3 separate regions of the Mus musculus genome follow, and all the other regions are linked to region 1. The links are chromatin contacts, called in public HiChIP or PLAC-seq and promoter capture Hi-C maps. All regions are on one chromosome and are shown on one strand. The core of a region is the stretch at or near the end of the contact, and the rest is flanking DNA. Distances in the headings are between cores, read along the strand shown.

Region 1 (3,133 bases), core at 233-2,732:
ATGCAGGTCCTCTCAATTCTGCTATTTTAGCATATATGAAATCCCAGATTTGACCTCCAGCACTAAATATACCAATATACATATGTATATATACATATCTATATATACAGACCTGCACACCTATAATCCCAGCACTGAGGAGGCAAAGGCTGAAAGGGTCAGAAGTGCCAGGTCAGTTCCTTGCTACTCAGTAAGTTAGAGGCCAGCCAGGCATACATGAGATCTTGTCTCCAAAAAAAATCATTTCCTCAGTTATTCATAGAACCAACTTCTGGAGAGGTCTAAAACAATGTAAACATAAGCTAAAAGGATAAATGGTAGAGAAGTATTTATGTTCCTCTCTGCAGACTTTATTTAAGCTTTGACATCAGTCAGTGAATATAGTTTGGATTTTTAAGTTCTAAGTTTTGATTCTCTTGCATGTTTGTTAAAGGCACCAATAGTTTTTCTCTTTGATAATTCTCTGCCACTTTATATTATTTGTTTTTATTGAAACTTAACTTTTGGCCTACATCTCTCTCTGTCTCTCTCTCTCTCTCTCCCCCTCTCTCCCTCCCTCCCCCTCCCTCTCTCTCTCCCTCTCCCTCTCTCTCTGTTTCAAGACAGGGTTTCTCTGTGTGGCCCTGGCTGTCCTAGAACTCACTCTGTAGGCCAGGCTGTCCTAAAACTCAGAAATCTGCCTGCCTCTGCCTCCCAAGTGCTGGGATTAAAGGCGTGCGCCACCACTGCCCAGCTATTTATTTGTTCAATTACTTATTTATCTTGAGACTGTGTCTCTATAGTCTTGGCTATACTGGAGTCTATTACATAAACATAAACCAGGATGGCCTTTAACTCATAGAGATCTGCCCTCTGCTCCTGCCTCTTGGGCGATAGCATTAAGTTCTGTATCAATATATACAGCTGTATTTATTATGTTGTGATGTGTGTTTGTGTGTGCAGAAGCACCTTTGTGCTGGTGCACATGCCATGTATACACACATGAATATGGATGTCAGGCGTCTACCTCAGATGTCCTTTTTCATAAGCCTTCCACCTTTTTTTTTTTTTTTTTAAAAAAAACAGGGTCTCTAAGTGGGATTTTGGGGCTCTCTGAGTCGGCTCAGCTGCTTGGTCAGCTAGTGATCCCCAGGGAGTGATTCCCCGTCTTCCTTTCCCCAGCACTGGGGTTACAAGTGTGCCCCATGCCCTCCTTCTTCACATGGGTTTTGATTGTTTGCATGACAAGCACTGATTGCTGGAGCTCCCTACCCAGCACAACCCTTGACATAATCTCCTATCTTTTCTGTTTCTAGACAAAGCCTTTGCTTATCTACTCAGAACCTGTAACTGCTCAGGCTTGCAGTTTTCCAACTCTCTAGCTATTATTTCCCCCAGTTCTAACTTTCCAATTACTTTGTCTTCAACCACTCTGTTTTCTTTATCCCCCGGCCTCATGAGCTCATTCGCTGGAGCTGTTCCTTCCCTACACTCCCTTGATGACGTTCTCAAGTCTCATGACTCATGATGTGTGTGCTGGTGACTGTCTTGTGGACATGTCCACTGTGGTGTTTCATAGGCAATCTCAAATCTTCAGAATTGGGCTTCTGGTAGCTCTGTCACGGCTGCTTTTCCTCCTTTGTCTGTTCTGTAAACGACCCTTGGCTCTCAGGCCTGTCCTTTATATCTACCTTCAGGATGTAACCAACACTCTACTTGATAGCACCTCGTTCTGCCTCCTCTCTGTTTACCACCTCATATCTAGGCCATTATAGTAGGGTCTGTTTGTTTGTCTTTCTGTCTATTTGTTTGTTTGCGACAGGGCCTTACCTATTTGTACCCTTGGCTGGTCTAGAACTCACTGTGTACAACAGGCTGACCTTAGATTCACAAAGAATCAGCCTCCCAAGTGGTGGGATTGAAGGCGAGTGCCACCATGCCCAGCCTTGCCTGTTCCTAACTCCCTCCCAGTTTAGCTCCCTGCTGCTGTTATTCATAACACAATTGGCTTGAACAAGTAAGAGTTTGCTTTTGGCTTCTTTTCACCTAAAACTTTTCAGGGGCTTTCTGTTTGAAGCACACTTGAAGGTCCTTGTTCTGACCTGTGAGTCCTATGCTCTGGCTGTGACTGGCTGCTTCTGCGACTAAGTCTCTCTGGTCTCCACGTCTTGCCTGGCTTCTGAACCTCACTCCAGTTGCAGGAGTCAGCAGTAAACACATCCCATTGGCTCCTGACTAAGATTGCTTCCAGCTGCCTCTCACTCTGCGTTTGCTATATAAAAAAACAATTTGGTTGTATGAGGGGGTGGGGGTGGGGAGCCAAGCTCAGATCTTCAGGCTTGGAGGCGGTGCTTTTAGCTGCAAAGCCTTGTCCTGCTGGCTTCACTCTATCTACATTTTGTGGACACTTTTCCCTTCTCAGTGGTACCACCCTCTGCTGTCCCGTGTCCAGCCATTATGTATGTAGAGACTGTCTTACTTGGACATCTATGTCAGTCTTGGTTCTCAGCTCGGTGAAGGCAGGGGCACTTGGAGGCAGACCCTTCTCCCTTCCAGATCCCCAGCATCACGGCAGTGATCTCCCTCCCTCCCTATTTCCCAGTCTAGATCTAAACCCTGCCGCTTTGGCACCTTCCTCTAGCCCCTGCATTTTATAGTTACCAGTGGACATGGCTATTTCATTACAAAAGGTGGCCATCTGAAGAACAAGTCTAGGTTTTTCATACAACCACTTTTAAAGGCAGTTCAGAGGTTTGTCTGAACATGAAGAACGTTTTAGGGCTTTGTAGAATATTTTTCAAAAACTGTTGTTTCTTTTGGTGCTACAGATCAAACCCAAGTCCTCAATGCACACTAGGCCAGTGCTCCACCACCGAACTGCACGTTAGCCTGTCTCTGTGGTCTCACTGTGTGCCTAGTGGTCTCAGTGTGTGCCTAGGCTGGCCTCAAACTCACTACCTAGCTCAGGATGGCCTTGTCCTGCCTGGCCCACTGTTCCTGACCCCCTCAAATTTATGTGTTTAATGCCTCAGCAGCATTCTTTCCATCTCTGCCTGCTGCTGCTGTCTGTTGCTGCCTGCTGCTGCTGCTGCAGCACTAATTGTGTCCTCTTCGCCTGCTGTTTTGTTTTCCCTCTGGCCTCTTTGGGTCTCAT
Region 2 (3,133 bases), core at 197-2,696, 83 kb after region 1:
GTATCTGTGTGAAAGGCACACACACAGACACAGACACAGACACACACACACACACACACACACAAGCACACACATATCCCTAATCCTAGGACATCCAATGCACTCTTCTGGCCTCTGTGGTCACCAGGCAGACAGACATATATGCAGGCAAAGCATCTGTGATGGTTTGAATAAAAATGGCCTCCATTGGTTCATAGGGCGACCTCTCTAGCACCGTGTCTGCCTGCATGCTGCCATGCTTCTCACCATGCTGATGAGTTGTGAACCAGCCCCAATTGAAGACCCCAGACTTGCTGTGGTCATGATGTTTCTTCACAGCAACAGAACAATGACTAAGATATCCTTACATGTATTTTACACTTGTAAAAACATACTGTAAAACAAAACAAAACAAAAAACCATACTGTATACTATCTCCCCTGGTGCGTGGTTAATTCAGCTGTAGCCACTTACCTTAAGAACAGACTCAGTGACTCCCCAAGAGAAATCACAGGGGAACCGACCCTTCATGTCTGGCGTGGACTCTTTCAAAGGGAAGCCGTTGTCTTGTATGATCTGCTTGTAGTAATGAGCCGAGGACTTGGGTTTCCTCTCTTTCTGCTCACTGTTAAAGTCCACATAAAACAGCCCTCGTCGGGTCGTATAGGCATCCTGCCACTCAAAGCCATCCAGGAGAGTCCAGGCCGTATAACCAAACACGCGGATTTCATCAAATTTTATTGCTGCACAGAGAAAAGGAAGCAGCGATTTTCAGAGGACTAAAACATTCTAGTTCGTTTACAAAGTGCCAGGACACAGCACATTACAAAAGTAACTCTTTTCCTAAATATCAAGCATTTTATATCAAACCACAAATTATTGATTTGGGGCCAGCAAAATAGCTGCATCTGTAAAGGCACCTACTATGAAGCTTGACAAAGTTGAGTCAGAGGCCTGCATGGTACAAGGGGACCAAGTGTCAAAAGTTGTCCTCTGACTTCCACATGCGCCCTACACTCAAAAGAAATAAACAGTACGCACTCCCTACCCTGGTGAGTGATAGTTGGAAGATCTCATTAAAACATTCTTCCTGATAGTTACACGTTTTTAATCACATTGTTTAGCAGGGTATGACGGATGGTATATGCCTTTAATTTCAACACTCAGGAAGCAGAGGTAGGCAGATCTCTGAGTTCAAGTTTGGCTTGGTCAACATATTGAGTTCCAGGTCATCCAGAGCTACATAGTGTGACCCCATCTCAAAAATTTAAAAAGTGGGATGAGGTGATATTTAGTGCGCAGATCTGTGTCCTGGGGCTCGGCAGTTCCAGAGCCTTTTGGGATATAGATGTTGACTGGCGACCCAGAGTTTCTCATTCCGAGTTTGGGCTAGTTCCTGTCTGTGTACTACTGTCTGTTCTGTGAAATTGTCCTCCAGGGACTGAAAATACCAGCTCTCAGGACGTCACAGCAAATGCAGGCGGAAGGCATGGAAGTGGTGTGAGAGGTGGCTGGGCTGAAGGGCAACAGGCCCAGGCCAGGTCCTGCTGCATCTTGGGGCAGGAGCTGTTGGGCAAGGTGCAGAGCCTCAGTTACCTCATCTGCAAAGGAAAATATCGGGAAGGATGTTCTCTAAGGGCTTTCTCAGCTTTCAAACTCTGAGTGGGAGCCAGGTGTAGCAGTGTACGACTTTGATCCCAGCACTCTGCAGACAGAGGCAGGCAGATCTCTGTGAGTTCAAGGCCAACCTGGTCTACAGTAAAAACTGAAATTAGCCCTGAATCATTTAAAAATTTTTATTATTTTAATTTTATTTCCCATGCAGGAGTGTTTTTGCCTGCATGTTTATCTGTGAGCTCTCTCTGTGTCTGTATCCAGGGAGGCCTGATAAAGCGTATTCAGAAGAACTTCAGTTACAGACAGTCGTGAGCTGCCATGTGGGTGGTTAGAGTTAGTGTGCCAGGAATTGAACCTGGGACCTCTGTAAGAGCAGGCGGTGCTTGGTGCTCTCAACTGCTGAGCCATCTCCCTATCCCCCACTTGAACCATTTTTCTTAAAACAAACAAACAACAACAACAGCAACGCCCTTTTATTCCCCTCAGAGAGATGCCTCATCACTGCATTTTGCCATCTAATTATCATTAACATTGTTTTTCTAAAAGGTAGAAAATCCAGAGGCTGGAGAGATGGCTCAGTGGTGAAGAGCACTGTCTGCTCTTTCAGGGGGCTTGAGATCCTCAGCAACTACGTGGTAGCTTGCAACCATCTATAATGAGATTTGATAGCCTGGCAGTGGTGGCACATGCCTTTAATCCCAGCACTCGGGAGGCAGAGGCAGGCGGATTTCTGAGTTCGAGGCCAGCTTGGTCTACGGAGTGAGTTCCAGGACAGCCAGGGCTACACAGAGAAACCCTGTCTCGAGGAAAAAAAGAAAAAAAAAAAAAAAAAAAAAGAAAGAAAAATCCTTCCTTGAAAGAAAGGTTGAAAACCATGACAAGAAATTTCAAAATGACAAATGTGTTTCAGCAAGTCGTGGTTCTGGTTTCCCAGTAGTGTGGTGTTATGAAGAAGGGTGGAACAGGTAAACCCCTTTGTCCAAGTGAAAGACATTTGACCCAAGGGCCTGTATATATTATCATATGAGCCACCCTTCCTTCAGGTTCATGTAGTTGGGTGTGGCTGCGTTCTAAGCTGTTCCTTTTTGCAGAGCCAGGTGGGTGGGGAGACTGGGAGAGGGACTTGCTCTTTCTAAAATCTCCTCTGAAATATCTTTCCTGCAGGAGCTGGGATTTCTCTCCACATTTAGGACTTATTTATTTAAGTTATATTTTATGTATTGTGGTGAAGGAAGTGTGTGTGGGAGGTGACCATGTATGTGTGTGTGTATGTGTGTGTGGTACCTGTGTGGGGGTGAGTATGTGTGGGGCATGTGTGTGTGTGTGGTGGATGTGTGTGTCTGTGTAAATGCATATGTGTGGTGAGTGTGTGTATGTGTGGTGTATGTGTTTGTGTGTGTGGCACATGTGTGTGCATGTGTGATGCCTCTGTGTGGATGAGTTCATGTCTCAGCGCATGTGTGAGGCCATCTTGCTGAAGTCACTTCCGTCTTTCCATCATGTGAGCCCCAGGATTGAACTCAGGGTCTGGCTTGTG
Region 3 (3,133 bases), core at 379-2,878, 79 kb before region 1:
TGGAGAGCTACAAGATTTGTAACAGTTCCTCATGTGCTTAAAAGGCTTAATTTTAAAGATCATAATTGACATTATCAAAGCATCAAGCAAGCCTAGAAGAAAAACATGTAAACCTGAAAAAAATAATTACTTACAGAATTTTGTTGTTAAGTTCAATCATAGAAAAGCTAGCATTTTTGTCGATTTAGGTGGAAAAAGTTGTACTATTACTTTTACAGATGAGTAAAATTATTCAATCACTCTCAATATTTCACATAAATAAATTTGGCAAGCATTAATGTACTTAAAATTTGCAAGACTTACAATGTACTAGGAGTTTTATTTTTCTTAATATGCTATTTCCTGCTATAATATTGTGTCAAAAAAATAAACCTAACTCAATAGTGAACTACAATAACGTGTTATCTGATGAAATCCCTTGTTTTTTAATAGGCCTGTTTTTAAAAGTGAGACTCAAGTTAACTATGAGGGACATCATAATGAAGTTTCACAGTACAACACTAGTCACAGAGGCATTGCCCTAGGAGAGCCTGACACTGGTAAACAGTATTCTGAAATAGGCTACTCAGACACTCCATTATTCTCCCTACTTCAAATCATTTAATTAACAAACAACTTGCCTTTGACCAGACTAAAAGCTTTAAATGTCAATGATGAGGCCTAGTTACGGGCTGGGTCCGTAGAAAAGAGATTACCACCTCATTCGGAATTATTTCTCTATCTGTAGTGGAAATTGTTTCAGTTCCCTTCCCATTATGTCTCCCTTTCCCCCAACACTACACTGGAAGGGAGTAACTCAAAGTCTTCCCCTCGTCTATACCTAAAGACTGTGGAGGTTCCTTCCCCAAGGAGAAGACAGCAAAGGCCCCGGCCGGCGATCTCCAGAACACCCCGAAAAGCGTGGGCCTGGGGGGTGCGCTGCGGCCGGGGGATCCAGTTACTACCTTTCCCCTTCCCCCAACCCACTTCCCGGGTTTTCTCGGCCTGCTCCTTCTTCCCCACCGCCTAGTCACACTTCCAGATGTTGCCGCCACCGCCTCGGGGCTCCCTCTAGAGCTCACGTGCCCCCGACGAGTGCTTCGGCATCGGCCCTCCAAACCCCGTTCCTCCCCAGGCCGGCCGGCCGGCCAGCCGCCCGCGAGACCGCCTCTCCCAGGGCCCGGGGAGGGGAGGGAAAGGCGGCGGGAGGAGGAGGGGAGGCCGCCGCTTCCCCAGAGGCAGAGAGGCGGCCGCAGCGAAGCCGGCCAGGGCCCGCCGGGGGTCGCGGAAGGAAGGGGCCCTGCCGCCCGGGGCTGAGATGGGGGCGTCCGGTAGCTCGTTCCTGACCTCCTCGCTCTTCAGCACCTCCTTGAACTCCCGCTTGATTCGCTGCACCGCGATGTTGGCCATGTCTCTGCCCGCAGCTGATTCGTACCCGCCTCCTCCGCCACCGCTACGACCACCGCCACCGCTGCCACCTCTTCCTCCGCCGCCGCCTCCTCCCTCAGCGATTCAGACCCGAGCACACGAACGCTGCCACTGCCACCCTCGCCGTCGCGTTCCTCCTCACTGTAGAATCACCTCCGCGCCCGGCCACCAAAATGGCGCCGGGTCCGCGCATGCGCACCACGCTGACCCGACCGGGCGGCGCAGCCGCTCCAGTGGGAGCCCCATACGTCTCCAGCAGCGAGCCCGCGCCGCGCCGCGCCGCGCGTCTCAGCCGGGGCTTCGGCCGCGTGGCTCCGCCCTGCCGGCGGCTGGGGCCAGGAGGGTGCGGCTTCGCGGCCTGTCCGCGGGGTCTGGGCCTGCCGGGTCCTCCCCTGCCCCTCGGCCTCCTTTACAGAGAGACCTCCAGTCCCTAGGCTGGGACCCGAGGTGGGAGCCCGGCCTGGCGGGTGTCCCCGGCCCTAGCCGGGCCGAGCCCCGCTCTAACTCGGCCAGACCCAGAACCCACGGGCTCGAAGTGCCTCCCTGTGTCTAGCGGAGGAAAAAGCTATGCAGGAACTGGGTCCTGCCCAGCGTCCGTTGGTAAACCCCCGGGAAATCCACTGCCGTAGCTTTTGTTCTGGAACCATGATAAGGCAACTATTATTCGGTCATCTCAGGTATTACAGATGTTTAAGGTTGTGTAATGGTTGTGTCCCACGGCTTGTAATTGATACAGGTGTTGCCAGAAAGAGGCCTGTGATGGGTTTAAAAGCCAGAAGTTACATCTTTGCCCTGTTTAGATAATCAATGCTGAACTGCAGAACTAAGGTGTTTTTCAAACTTGAAAGTGCCTCGGAATCCCTGGAGAGCTGGTTAAGATTGTTAGCACCTATCTCTAGAGTGTGGATGGACCTAAGAATTGGCATTCCTAGCAAGCTCCCTGCTGCCCGTTTTTCAGCGGCCACGCTGTGGGAATGACTGGATTAAGCATGTGAAGAACTGTATTTATTATAGTGACAGTTGAAGAAATAGAAGGCCGAAAGAGCTTTAAACTTACAAAGGTGTTTGGCGCTTGTATTGAGTGAATATAGTTGAGTGGAGAAAAGAGAAACGAGTAAAATTATTTAATTGAGCAATAACGTGGAGAGGCTATTTGAAAGTGGTTAGTAGAGTTTAAAACAATATGGTGTGGGTGCTGAGAGGTACTTTGAAAATAACATTTTGAGCGCCGGGCATGGTGGCGCACGCCTTTAATCCCAGCACTCAGGAGGCAGAGGCAGGCGGATTTCTGAGTTCGAGGCCAGCCTGGTCTCAGAGTGAGTTCCAGGACAGCCAGGGCTATGCAGAAAAACCCTGTCTGGAAAAACCAAAAAAGTAAAAATAAAAAAAAAAGAAAGAAAATAACATTTTGAAATTATGAAGGTGTTATTGTAGGAATATGTTTCATGTATTCACCTAATCGATCAGTTCCGTATTCCATTTTAAGACTAATGCTAGCTGAGTGTGGTGGTACAAGCTTGTAATCCTAGATTGGGAGTCAGAAGCAGGAGGACCATCAGTTCGAGAATCATGTTTCCCTCATCTGTGAGATAAGGAGGTTGTTTAAACTTCTAAGAGTTCAATTTTTCTTTTTTTTTTTCTTTTTATATTTATATTATATGTAAGTGCACTGTAGCTATGTAGCTATCTTCAGACGTCCATAAGAAGGCATCAGATCTTGTTACAG

Evidence for each region. HiChIP or PLAC-seq counts read pairs in DNA pulled down with a chosen protein or histone mark. Capture Hi-C pulls out chosen DNA fragments and counts their contacts.
Region 2: a promoter capture Hi-C map of adipose tissue shows a contact between it and region 1. The contact joins two enhancer-like sites. A contact is called at or near these places in 1 of 115 datasets of contacts at active chromatin or transcription factors (bone marrow-derived macrophages) and 2 of 9 other capture datasets (adipose tissue and pancreatic islet).
Region 3: an H3K27ac HiChIP or PLAC-seq map of extraembryonic endoderm stem cells shows a contact between it and region 1. The contact joins the promoter of Ube2k here to the enhancer-like site in region 1. A contact is called at or near these places in 1 of 39 promoter capture datasets (cranial neural crest), 1 of 15 datasets of contacts at CTCF or cohesin (large pre-B cells), 21 of 484 Hi-C or Micro-C datasets (B cells, CD4 T cells, the CH12 cell line and 15 more), 6 of 115 datasets of contacts at active chromatin or transcription factors (the HPC-7 cell line, embryonic stem cells, extraembryonic endoderm stem cells and 1 more) and 4 of 9 other capture datasets (adipose tissue, embryonic stem cells, liver and 1 more).

The regions. Positions count from the first base shown.
Region 1 is chr5:65,456,415-65,459,547 of GRCm38.p6, reverse strand. The region is part of intron 3 of Smim14 (small integral membrane protein 14); the gene reads left to right. Among named protein-coding and RNA genes, the nearest start is that of Ugdh, 22 kb to the right of the region's middle. Within about 2 kb of position 1,482, at least 115 of the 459 cell types and tissues checked have an H3K27ac peak or open chromatin away from gene starts, as enhancers often do. A contact at or near this core is called in the HL-1 cell line, adipose tissue, extraembryonic endoderm stem cells and 2 more, where this site is marked.
Region 2 is chr5:65,373,269-65,376,401 of GRCm38.p6, reverse strand. Klb (klotho beta) reads right to left here. Exons shown (of 5, transcript NM_031180.2): 3 at 454-722. Among named protein-coding and RNA genes, the nearest start is that of Rpl9, 17 kb to the left of the region's middle. Within about 2 kb of position 1,446, at least 5 of the 459 cell types and tissues checked have an H3K27ac peak or open chromatin away from gene starts, as enhancers often do. A contact at or near this core is called in adipose tissue, where this site is marked.
Region 3 is chr5:65,535,740-65,538,872 of GRCm38.p6, reverse strand. It overlaps Ube2k (ubiquitin-conjugating enzyme E2K), which reads right to left and starts at 1,628. Exons shown (of 7, transcript NM_016786.4): 1 at 1,327-1,628. The coding sequence starts at 1,389. It also overlaps a transcript of Smim14 not described here.